Regions from separate parts of the Oryzias latipes genome. Here region 1 is linked to region 2. A link is a contact called in public Hi-C data. All regions are on one chromosome and are shown on one strand. The core of a region is the stretch at or near the end of the contact, and the rest is flanking DNA. Distances in the headings are between cores, read along the strand shown. Region 1 holds the start of dmxl1 (dmX-like protein 1). Region 2 overlaps commd10 (COMM domain-containing protein 10).

The links. Hi-C and Micro-C count contacts between places; a contact is called where the count stands out from the background.
Region 1: a contact with region 2 is called in a Hi-C map of embryo, with 6 times the contacts expected there. The contact joins the promoter of dmxl1 here to the enhancer-like site in region 2. A contact is called at or near these places in 5 of 5 Hi-C or Micro-C datasets (embryo, fibroblasts and gastrula embryo).

What each region holds. Positions count from the first base shown.
Region 1 is chr9:7,325,110-7,329,732 of ASM223467v1, reverse strand. dmxl1 (dmX-like protein 1) reads right to left here and starts at 2,808. Exons shown (of 51, transcript XM_011478945.3): 1 at 2,695-2,808; 2 at 2,445-2,599; 3 at 828-1,027. The coding sequence starts at 914.
Region 2 is chr9:7,098,905-7,103,652 of ASM223467v1, reverse strand. All of the region lies in intron 5 of commd10 (COMM domain-containing protein 10), which reads right to left. Among protein-coding and RNA genes, the nearest start is that of commd10, 14 kb to the right of the region's middle. Within about 2 kb of position 2,617, at least 1 of the 8 cell types and tissues checked has an H3K27ac peak or open chromatin away from gene starts, as enhancers often do. A contact at or near this core is called in embryo, where this site is marked.

The sequences.
Region 1 (4,623 bases), core at 1,559-4,058, 230 kb before region 2:
CAGGAGAATAAGATTACATTTATTGACTATTTCTGTGGTTCTGGAAAGGAAGTCGTCACATGGACTGTGAATCACAATGACCGAGTCTCCTTCAACCTTTTTTTCTTACATTTTTTGGGTTTTAAAAGCAAAGTGCAAAGTCCCAAAACAAGCTAAGACACAAGTTGGAAACTCATAGTTCCCCTATGCCGAGTCAAAAACATCCTACAAAGAACACACGTTTGATTTGCTACTGACATCATTAGAGTAGAAAAGAAACAATCACTCAGCTTATTAAATAAAAATCCCCGGCAACAAAACATTTGGCATAGATAGATAGATGTTCTTGCTGCGTTTTTGTGATGATACAGAAAAATTAAGCTTAAAATTGCATTTCTATTCAAATAGTTGTAAATCAGGAGCAGATGAAAAAATGCCCTCGGAAAAAGCTTGTAGGTGTGATGTAGAAAATATTCCCTGCTCTGCTCATTTTTAAAGCATGCAGATGTAGACAAAAAGATCTATGCAAGTCTTTTTTTCATTTTCCAAACTGGCATTTGGCTCAGAACCATATGGCTGGATAACTTCTATATTGCCCGCCATTTATGTTACACTGGTAATTTTAGGTTGGGGGTGTGAGGGGCTGTAAGCTAGCGGGAGAGTGCGTAGTCCTGTCCACAACTCTGAGATACATTTCTAATGAACTACTGCCACTCTTCATAAACTATGTCCTAAAAGCCACACTGGTTTTTCGAATTTGGGCTAAAAACTGCATAATTAAAAGAGCACTGGGAATGATTTTCAAATACATCAAAACATAATTATATTTGGTCTTTAGGCTATCTTACCGTAAAAGGCATATTGTTGATACTTCCAACTGAGAAGCAGTTGTCTCCAGGGTTGACAGCCCCCGTAAGGACTTGATGAAGATTCATTGTTGATCTTTATAGTCCACTGAAGATGCTTGAAATCTCTTTATGTTATGTGAGATTCAATGGGCAACATGGGATGAAGTCCGTCATCTTCCCTTGCATCAACGGATTATGTGCTGAAGGGAAAAGAAGCAAACACAGAATAAATATATAAATGCCATCTTTCAAATGACAGATGTGCGTTTTCGAAGATTTTGACTCTGTCATGAGGAAATTACAAATGGTGATGATAACCAAGAAATAAATTTGATCATCATAACCAAACATTACCAACAAACATTATTGCCGGTACACCAAAGCATGCTTGTCGTATGTTTCCTATATGTACAATTTCCATGAGCAATACCTTCTCAATAAAGAAAAAAGGCATTAAGAGCTCATAAAAGCTCATTTTACAGCATTAATTTTTCAACTAGTGGATGACAATCAAAACAACTATAGTTGAAGACGCCTAGATAGCCAAACACATGGAAAATTGTCCAAAAATCTTCCCAAAAAGAATTTATGGTTGCATCAAGCTCTTTTGAGCCTGCAGATCAAGCTGCATGCCACGGCCGTGTCACATCTATTTAGAGGTAAGACGTGGGAGCTCTTTTGCATAAAAGTGAAACACCAGGTTTCTCAGAAACTGGTCAGGATGCATTGAAAGCTAGGCAACACCCAGGATAGGGAGAGAACAGACTGGTAAACAACACAAAAGGAGGCTTTCAAAGGAATAATAATACAAGGAAGGTGGTGTTGGTAAAAAAAAAAAAAAAAGCCTTCTACTTTAGATCTACTGTTGGGGAACATTATACACATTTACAGAGTTTTACTTCTGTAGCAGCAAAACAAAAAGGTTTTTAGCGTATGTTATCAAAAGGGGGCAGGCAGTAGGTATGGATGAGTCTGTGGGTTAATCAGGAATAGCAATGAATGTTACTTAGCAAGTTGCTAAGTAACAGCCAAAAAAGACATGTTGCTAAGCAACATGTCTTTTTTTTTTGCGCCAGAAAACATCTTTAATACTCTTTGTCCAGCCAGCTCCTTTTAGTCTCCAACAGAAAAACCGTTTAGATCCATATCACATGTCTGAAGCACAATAGCACAAATAGCGTTAGGCATATTTGTGTTAACAGCTACCATGACAAGAAGTAACTTTTTTTAAATAAATAAAGTAAATATTATTTAAAACAATAAAAAATAAATAAATAAAAACACCCGAGTACCAACACCTAGAAAATGAGCTCAAGCCGCTGATTTCTACCTGACTTTTGTAATAGAAGACTTCTGTTTCCTGTGTTGTGGCCACTCACTCACGTGATAACATTTCACACTCGAGCTCGTTAAAACACAACCAACGCCACGTATTATGACAAAAGTTGGCAGCGCTCGAAACAACAAGCGCCACCGTTTTAAAAACAAATGTTTAAACATCATCATGTACCCGGTGTGACACCAACTTACGATTCAAGTTTAGCTAGCCATGATTTGTTACTTACTACAACACGATCTGACACAAGGAAAACCTTGACGAACAGATTAGCTACTTACTTTGTAGTGTTTCTCCGAGACATATCATAAGTGTTACTCCTGTCAGCTGCTCTTCTTGAATTTATCGTCCCACCTTTTGCTGATTCGTTGTCCTCTCTGTTAGGTTAGCTAGTGAATAGCTCTAACTAGGGCGCTCAAATTAGCCTCAAAGCTAGCTGTAATAGATAGAAGGAATGCATTTAAAAGCGGAAAGTCAATATTTATCAAAGCAATAAACTCTTTACTTAAAAAAATTCAAGGAAGGGGTTACCTCCTCGACAAGGTTAAATAAAACGCCTTTAAAGAGGAAGCTTTCCCCTAGGTTGAAGATGTGTCCTGATAACGACTGTGTCGCCGCAATGCATTGTGGTCTTTGAAGTATGTGTGCAGAGGAGTCGAGAGAAGAAAGCTCAACAACTACAACGAAAGGTCAATGGATTGGCAACAACTTTTGGTAAACTTTGTTCTGTTTATTTGGGGGTTTATTTACTAGTTCCGTAATATAACGTTAGCAAATTAATCAACAGTGCTCAAGTAAATATTTTGTTAACGATGATATAACTATTAATAACGTATCCTATTTATGTTTTCAGGTTGTTGTTTACCTGAACATATTAGCTTTGCAGCAGCTTGGTCCACCAAATTATCTCTGATTAATTTTCTTTTAACATATATTGCAGTAACAGGCATATTGGAAATTAATCAAAGCAATCAATCTTCACATAAATGAATAAATAAATAGATGGATAGATAGATGGACCGATAGAATTAATTTGGACAGATAGATAGAATTAATTTAATTTTTCTTGAAGCAGTTTATTTTCTTCTTTAGTTTTTGTAAAAAATAAAATAAAATAAAATAAACCCTTCTTTTTTATTGTTTAGCCATCCAAAAACTATTTTTTGTACAAGAATTGTTTTGGAATTGAACATTTAAAAAGTAAGTAAAAAAATATAGCTGTGAAACAAATCCTTTTTAAAATTATACTTTCTAGAATAGGCAACATATTTTATGCTTTTATTTACATCACTGACCGCTTTATTTTTATATTTTATTTAACTATTCTATTAATTGCTTGGATGATAAAAATCAATTATTTACTTTAGCTGATTAGCTGCACAATAAATACTATTATGTTTATTTTCAGGCAAAATAACTAGAATAAAGCAGAAACAGAACTTTAAAAAATGATTCTTTACGCTGCAGTATCTGGCAGAGACTATGATCCAAATGAGAGAAAAGGTAAGGGCATTGCTTACTATGTTGCCCAAATAACCTTTGATCCTTAAAGAGACAAAGTCATGAACAACCACTGTCTCTCAGTCCCGAATGCTGTCAATGCTTTATCAGCATGCAACATGAAAATACAAAACAAAAACTGACTGGGTTTTGGCTGGGAAAAATATTTATGGGCCACTAAACATCCACTTAGGATGTCTTTGTCCTTATTTGTGAATTTTCTCATAAACGCTAAATGTTTCCTTCCCTGACCAGTTTGAAACTTTTCTTTAAAGACTGTTTAATATGTAGCTTTAGTTTTACACTTCAAGCTTTAAAAAGCTAAAAAGTTTTTTTTATTATTGTTGTCATTTTAGAAAGAAACTGTGTATTGGTACTGTTTTGTGAAACGCTGACAATGCCACATTCCATTTTAACATTGTTTGACTTTGCTTCCTTGTCTTTCTGCACAATATCCAATTTCAGGAGTTCAGCAGCTCTGATCTTCAACCCACTAGATCTGTAAAAAAGACAATAAATTATGAGAACAGATTGTGAATCCTTTAAATACATTATCTTTTTTTTTTTACTAATTTCATTCGTGAATTTAAATGCAGATTTTGTATTTGAAGTAGGTGTATATCAGTCGTAACCACTGGGTGTCGCTGTTGTACAGTGGCTTTGACTTGTCTCTGACCAAGTGGACTGGCTTTTATTAACAGTTTAGTGTATATTGTGCTCCTTTGGACATTCCTTCATAAATATATGTTAGTTTTACCACTTTTTAAACATTGTAAAACGGTGATAATAAAGAAATATTGAACATTTGCTAAGATTCTTGGAAGATAAACATCAGAATGTTACTGTCAAACTTTATTGTTGAACAACCTAATTTACATAAATGTATCAGCTCAATATCCACTACAATAGCTTAAATGTTAGTCTATGTAAAGTCGACTAAGGGGTTAAGGGCATCAAACT
Region 2 (4,748 bases), core at 1,368-3,867:
GCGATATGCGATATTAGTGATCAATATTGCGATAACGATATGATTTGGGGTATATAAACAAATAGCAAAACAACCAAAAACATCATTTCCATTTAACTGCAACAGTTTAAAAATCATACTCCAAATACCCCTTGTCGACGTAGGAGGCAAACATCAAACATAAAGGGCTAATCTGATTGATTAACAACATTAACGGGTCCTTCCGATTGGTTAAACGCATAAATGGATTTATTTGATTCTTTAAATACTTCAAGCTGCCGTGAGTTTGTTTTAGCACATTTAAGGTAACCATTTATTGCGATATGCATATTGCACAGCTTGATGTCTCGATAACGATAAATTTGCGGTATATTGTGCAGGCCTAGCGTATAAACTACGGAAAATACAAACTGTACAATTCTGAACAGACAAATAATTCTGAACAAATTCTGAACAGCTCAAAACTAAATTCACGTAAATCGGCCGAAACCCTCGACACACATGGACGAACGCCAGAAACACTTCTGATCTATGGATGTCACGCATGGATCACGAAAGGACGACATTTCATACCAGGAAAAAGCGCAAAATGTAGGTAGTGGCTGTTTGACACAACCCAAAGACACGCTGAAAGCCGTCTGGTTTCCAGCTGGATTTCAATTGGATAGATGTGAACTAGGGCTGCACGATATGAAGAAAACTTGCGATATGCGATATCAGTGATTAATATTGCGATAACGATATAATTTGCGGTATATAAACAATTAGCAAAACAACCAAAAATATTATTCCCATTCCATTACAACAGCTTAAAAATTATACTGCAAATGACCCTTGTTGACATAGGAGGCGAACATACAACATAATAGGGCGCCATCCGATTAGTTGACAACGTGAAGGGGTCCATCTGATTGGTCAAATGCAGAAAGGGATTCTTTCAATCCATTAAACACTTCAAGCTGCTATAAGATTGTTTGGCCACATCTAAGGTAACCATTTATTGCAAATTTGCTGTCTTTTGCGATATGGATATTGCACAGCTTGATATTGCGATAATGATAAATTTGCGGTATATTGTGCAGGCCTACACAGAAGCATGTTAAAAACACCATTGGAGGGTCTTTAAAAACTTATGGGGCATTCCCAATGCTTTACCGATTTGAAGATCGTCAATTTCACATATGCAGTAAAGAAATAGCGCATAATTGAGCAAGGCTTCTTAGTCATAAAGCTTTTACTGTTGCAAACTGAAGTAGTAGGGGGGAAAAAAGGAATCTACTGGACTTGGTTTATTTTTCATTATTGAAGACGTTTCACTTCTTTTCCAATTCTAAAATACAATGGTAACAGAGTTGGTTTATACTGTATGCTCCTTTCCAACGTGGTCATAACAAGAAACGTTCGACCAAACACACATTTCCGTCCTTTTTGTGCTAACTTTGTGTGCGTGTAATCAATCCAGCTGTCTGCTGGCTGTGGTACTTTCAGACTGACACACAGCGAGCTTTTATACTATATACTGTTACACCCATCTTGGAGATAAACATGCGTCATCCTGAAGCTACTTTTTATCATAACATTCAAATGCCAGTGGAACTTCAAAGACACTGGCCTTTCAGTAAGACACTGACAATTTGTTCATACAGTAAAAGGAAGCACTCTGCACTCTATCATTGTATGCTGAATGACAACTGTGCTGAGCTGCAACCCACTCATTATATTCAGATTTTCAAAGCACAGAAGAGGCCTGATGCTCATATCCTTTGATTTGTTTTAGATCTACTGTGATGTAAGCATACAAAATACTTCCCAGACTCAAAAAAAAAGGAAAAAGCAAAAACCCAGAGAATACAACCTGTTCATTGTACTCTATTAGGTCTAGATTATTACTAGTATTTAGCATTTAAATGGAAACCCAGATGATAAAAACACATCTTTTTTCAGCCGTTTGTGCCCATCAAACAATTTTCTCTGAAATGAATGAATGTGATTTGGCTCCATGCTTCTGCAATCAGTGCGTCTTGTCTAAACTGAAATAGATTTCTCACCCACAGTTCAGCCAAGAAGCAGAGCAGCTTCTCCAAAATAAACGACAACAAAAAACTGAAATGATTTCCTTTACCACTGTCGTCATAAGCTCTGGCAGAATGGCACCATGCTATCAACGGATTAATGATTAGTGCAGAAGCTGTGTGTTGAACTGAGCAGCCTGGTGAGGGATGAATAGTAATCACAGGAATGGGTGATACAGGAATAAAGGGAGACATTAAACCAATGATATGTAAATAGGAATTGCGGTAGGATTTGAGATCCTGATGCCATTCCTATCTAGGTGTCAAACATGTTCTGTGGGTGTGCAAAACAACATCCAAGCATCTACAAATACCCCCAGTGCCTTTTGAGACGTAAAAAAATCTGGAAAAGAGGAAAATAAAAGGTATAGGATTGGGGATTGGAGGAAAGCAGGATAGAAGTGGGAAGTATGAGGAGTGGGTAATAAGGAGAGAGAATCAATGGGTACCCCACAGCAAATAAAAGCCATGACATCATCGCATGGCAAGAAGCAGGGAGTGAGCTGGTGAGAGATGGGGGCAGAAAGAGAGAGGGAGGAAGAGACGAAAGCACCCACAGTCACCCATTCTGCCTCTCGGGGCCCAAACGCCGCAGTGGATAAGAGCCGAACAATGTGCTCCCAATGAATGGGATCCCAAATCCCACCAGAGAAAAAAAACAAATTACCAGTGGGAAAGTGAAAGGGCAAGGGAGGGATGGAGAAAAAGACAGAGAGAGATGGAGAGAGAAAAGGAGGACTCTTAAAAAGATGTGCACACAAAGTAACAAAGCATCTTGGGACATGTAGAGCAAGGCAAGTAGAGACTGAGACAAAGCTGCTTTTGTGCTTTGTGGCTGGTGGGTGGCATTGAGTGAAGGATTTGAACATGGTACTATTTACATCTAAACCCTCCAATATATTGATTGGGTCATGTAATCCCTCAAACGATAAATGAACAGGTTGGATATACGCAGGATGTGTTGTTTGCAGAGTCGACATGACAACAGCATGTGGGAGGAAAGAAGCGGGATTTATGTAACTCATCATGAAAGCACTGAGCTGACTTTCAAGTTTGGCCTGCTGCTCATGATGCAGGATTGACAGAAACATCATGCAATGCTCAAGGTGAGGGCTTTTATCCACAGAACCTCCTTGCAAAAAGTCAAAAAGGGATTGTTGACTGCATTCTTCCGCTAACTGCATTTACAAATAAAGGTGCACCCTTCACTTGGATTGCTTGAAATGTATGTCGAGGGCAATCTATGTTCTTTGGAACAAAGACCTTCCGTTTCTCTGATTACAGCACCAGGGCTGTAAGCCATAACAGAGAGAGTAAATTAGAATCACAGGAAGAAAAAGCCTTTCAAGTCTGAAAGCTTTGATAACCAAACAGGCAGGTTTCCACAAACAGGAGTTTTGTCAGAGTATGCATGTAGATAGCTGGGGACAGCTTGACACAAAACTTCTCCTGAAGAAAATAAAAACAAGCTAGATCTTAACTTATGAATAAGGTTTAAATAAAAGAAAGGAAGGAACCGTGAATGGTGATTTTTGTCTTGGGAGCCGCAAGAGAGAAACTTGAACAGCAGCGTAATGCAAGTCAAAGATGCTGCAACTCTCTGATCTGACAGAAATGACATCCCCTTGACAATTCAGAGACATGTGTGTGTGTGAATGAGTGCAATTAACAGCGGGGCTACAAAGATGCTTACAGACTCTCAACAGATGAGAAATTTAAAATGAGTGCAGTTTGAGATTTCTTGAAGTCACAACTTAACTAAAAGTTGATGTTTAAAGAGTTATCTCCATTCAGACAATGAAATGCCTCATCTCTTTTATCCAGTCAAAAACATAGTTTGTGTTGCAGTCTGTTGGTTTGATTAAAATGTGTGACCTTTAAGAAAAGAACTGAGGCATTTAAAGCTGGAGGAAGTCATGCATTTGAATTTAACAGAATTTAAAGAGCAGGCTGCCCAGTAAAAACCCAAGACATTAACAAGAGGCTCTTCTGTAAAGCCATTAAAAGACAAAGATGACCTGGAGGAACGACAATCTGTAGTTTTCAGACTTTAATGAGTTTGTGATTGAAAGATATTCCAGTAATGTTTTGATCCCCAAAAAACTGAATTGTTGAGTTTTGAGTTAAAAAAAAAAGGGAGAAAATGACTAAGCTAAATATTTAGCTGAAAAACCCACTCCAATCATCTTTTGTAATCTATTTTTAAAGCGATCCCAGTGGTCTTTTAATAAACACTATGTCGGTTTTAGCCTAAATAAAAATAAATCTGTGTTATTTTCTAGGATATAGTTTCTGTATAGTGTCAGTACTCTAGTTCACTAGAAATTTGCCTGATCGTTGTAGGCAGGACGATTGGCGCAGAGCAACCCCGCCCCCCTTCCCCTTCTTGTAGCTGAGAGCTCGGGACTGGGAGCTTGTGGCCCACCCCCTGTACTAATTTTCTTTATAGATGTCCTCTATCATCAGAAAAATGCCCCAAGATGATGTTAAAAACACCAAAAACAGGATTTTCATTGCAGAGGGCCTTTAAACATGAATCGTCTTTCTAATTAAATGACCTTTTCAAAACACTGGATGTTTTTTTCTGGTTCATAAGGAAGTGATCTTTGAGTATGAGTGTTTGTTTCTTTTTGGGTACTCATTCATGGAGTGAGAGGAAAGGCTTTTATCTCCAACACCTGGAAGATTCTTGACTTC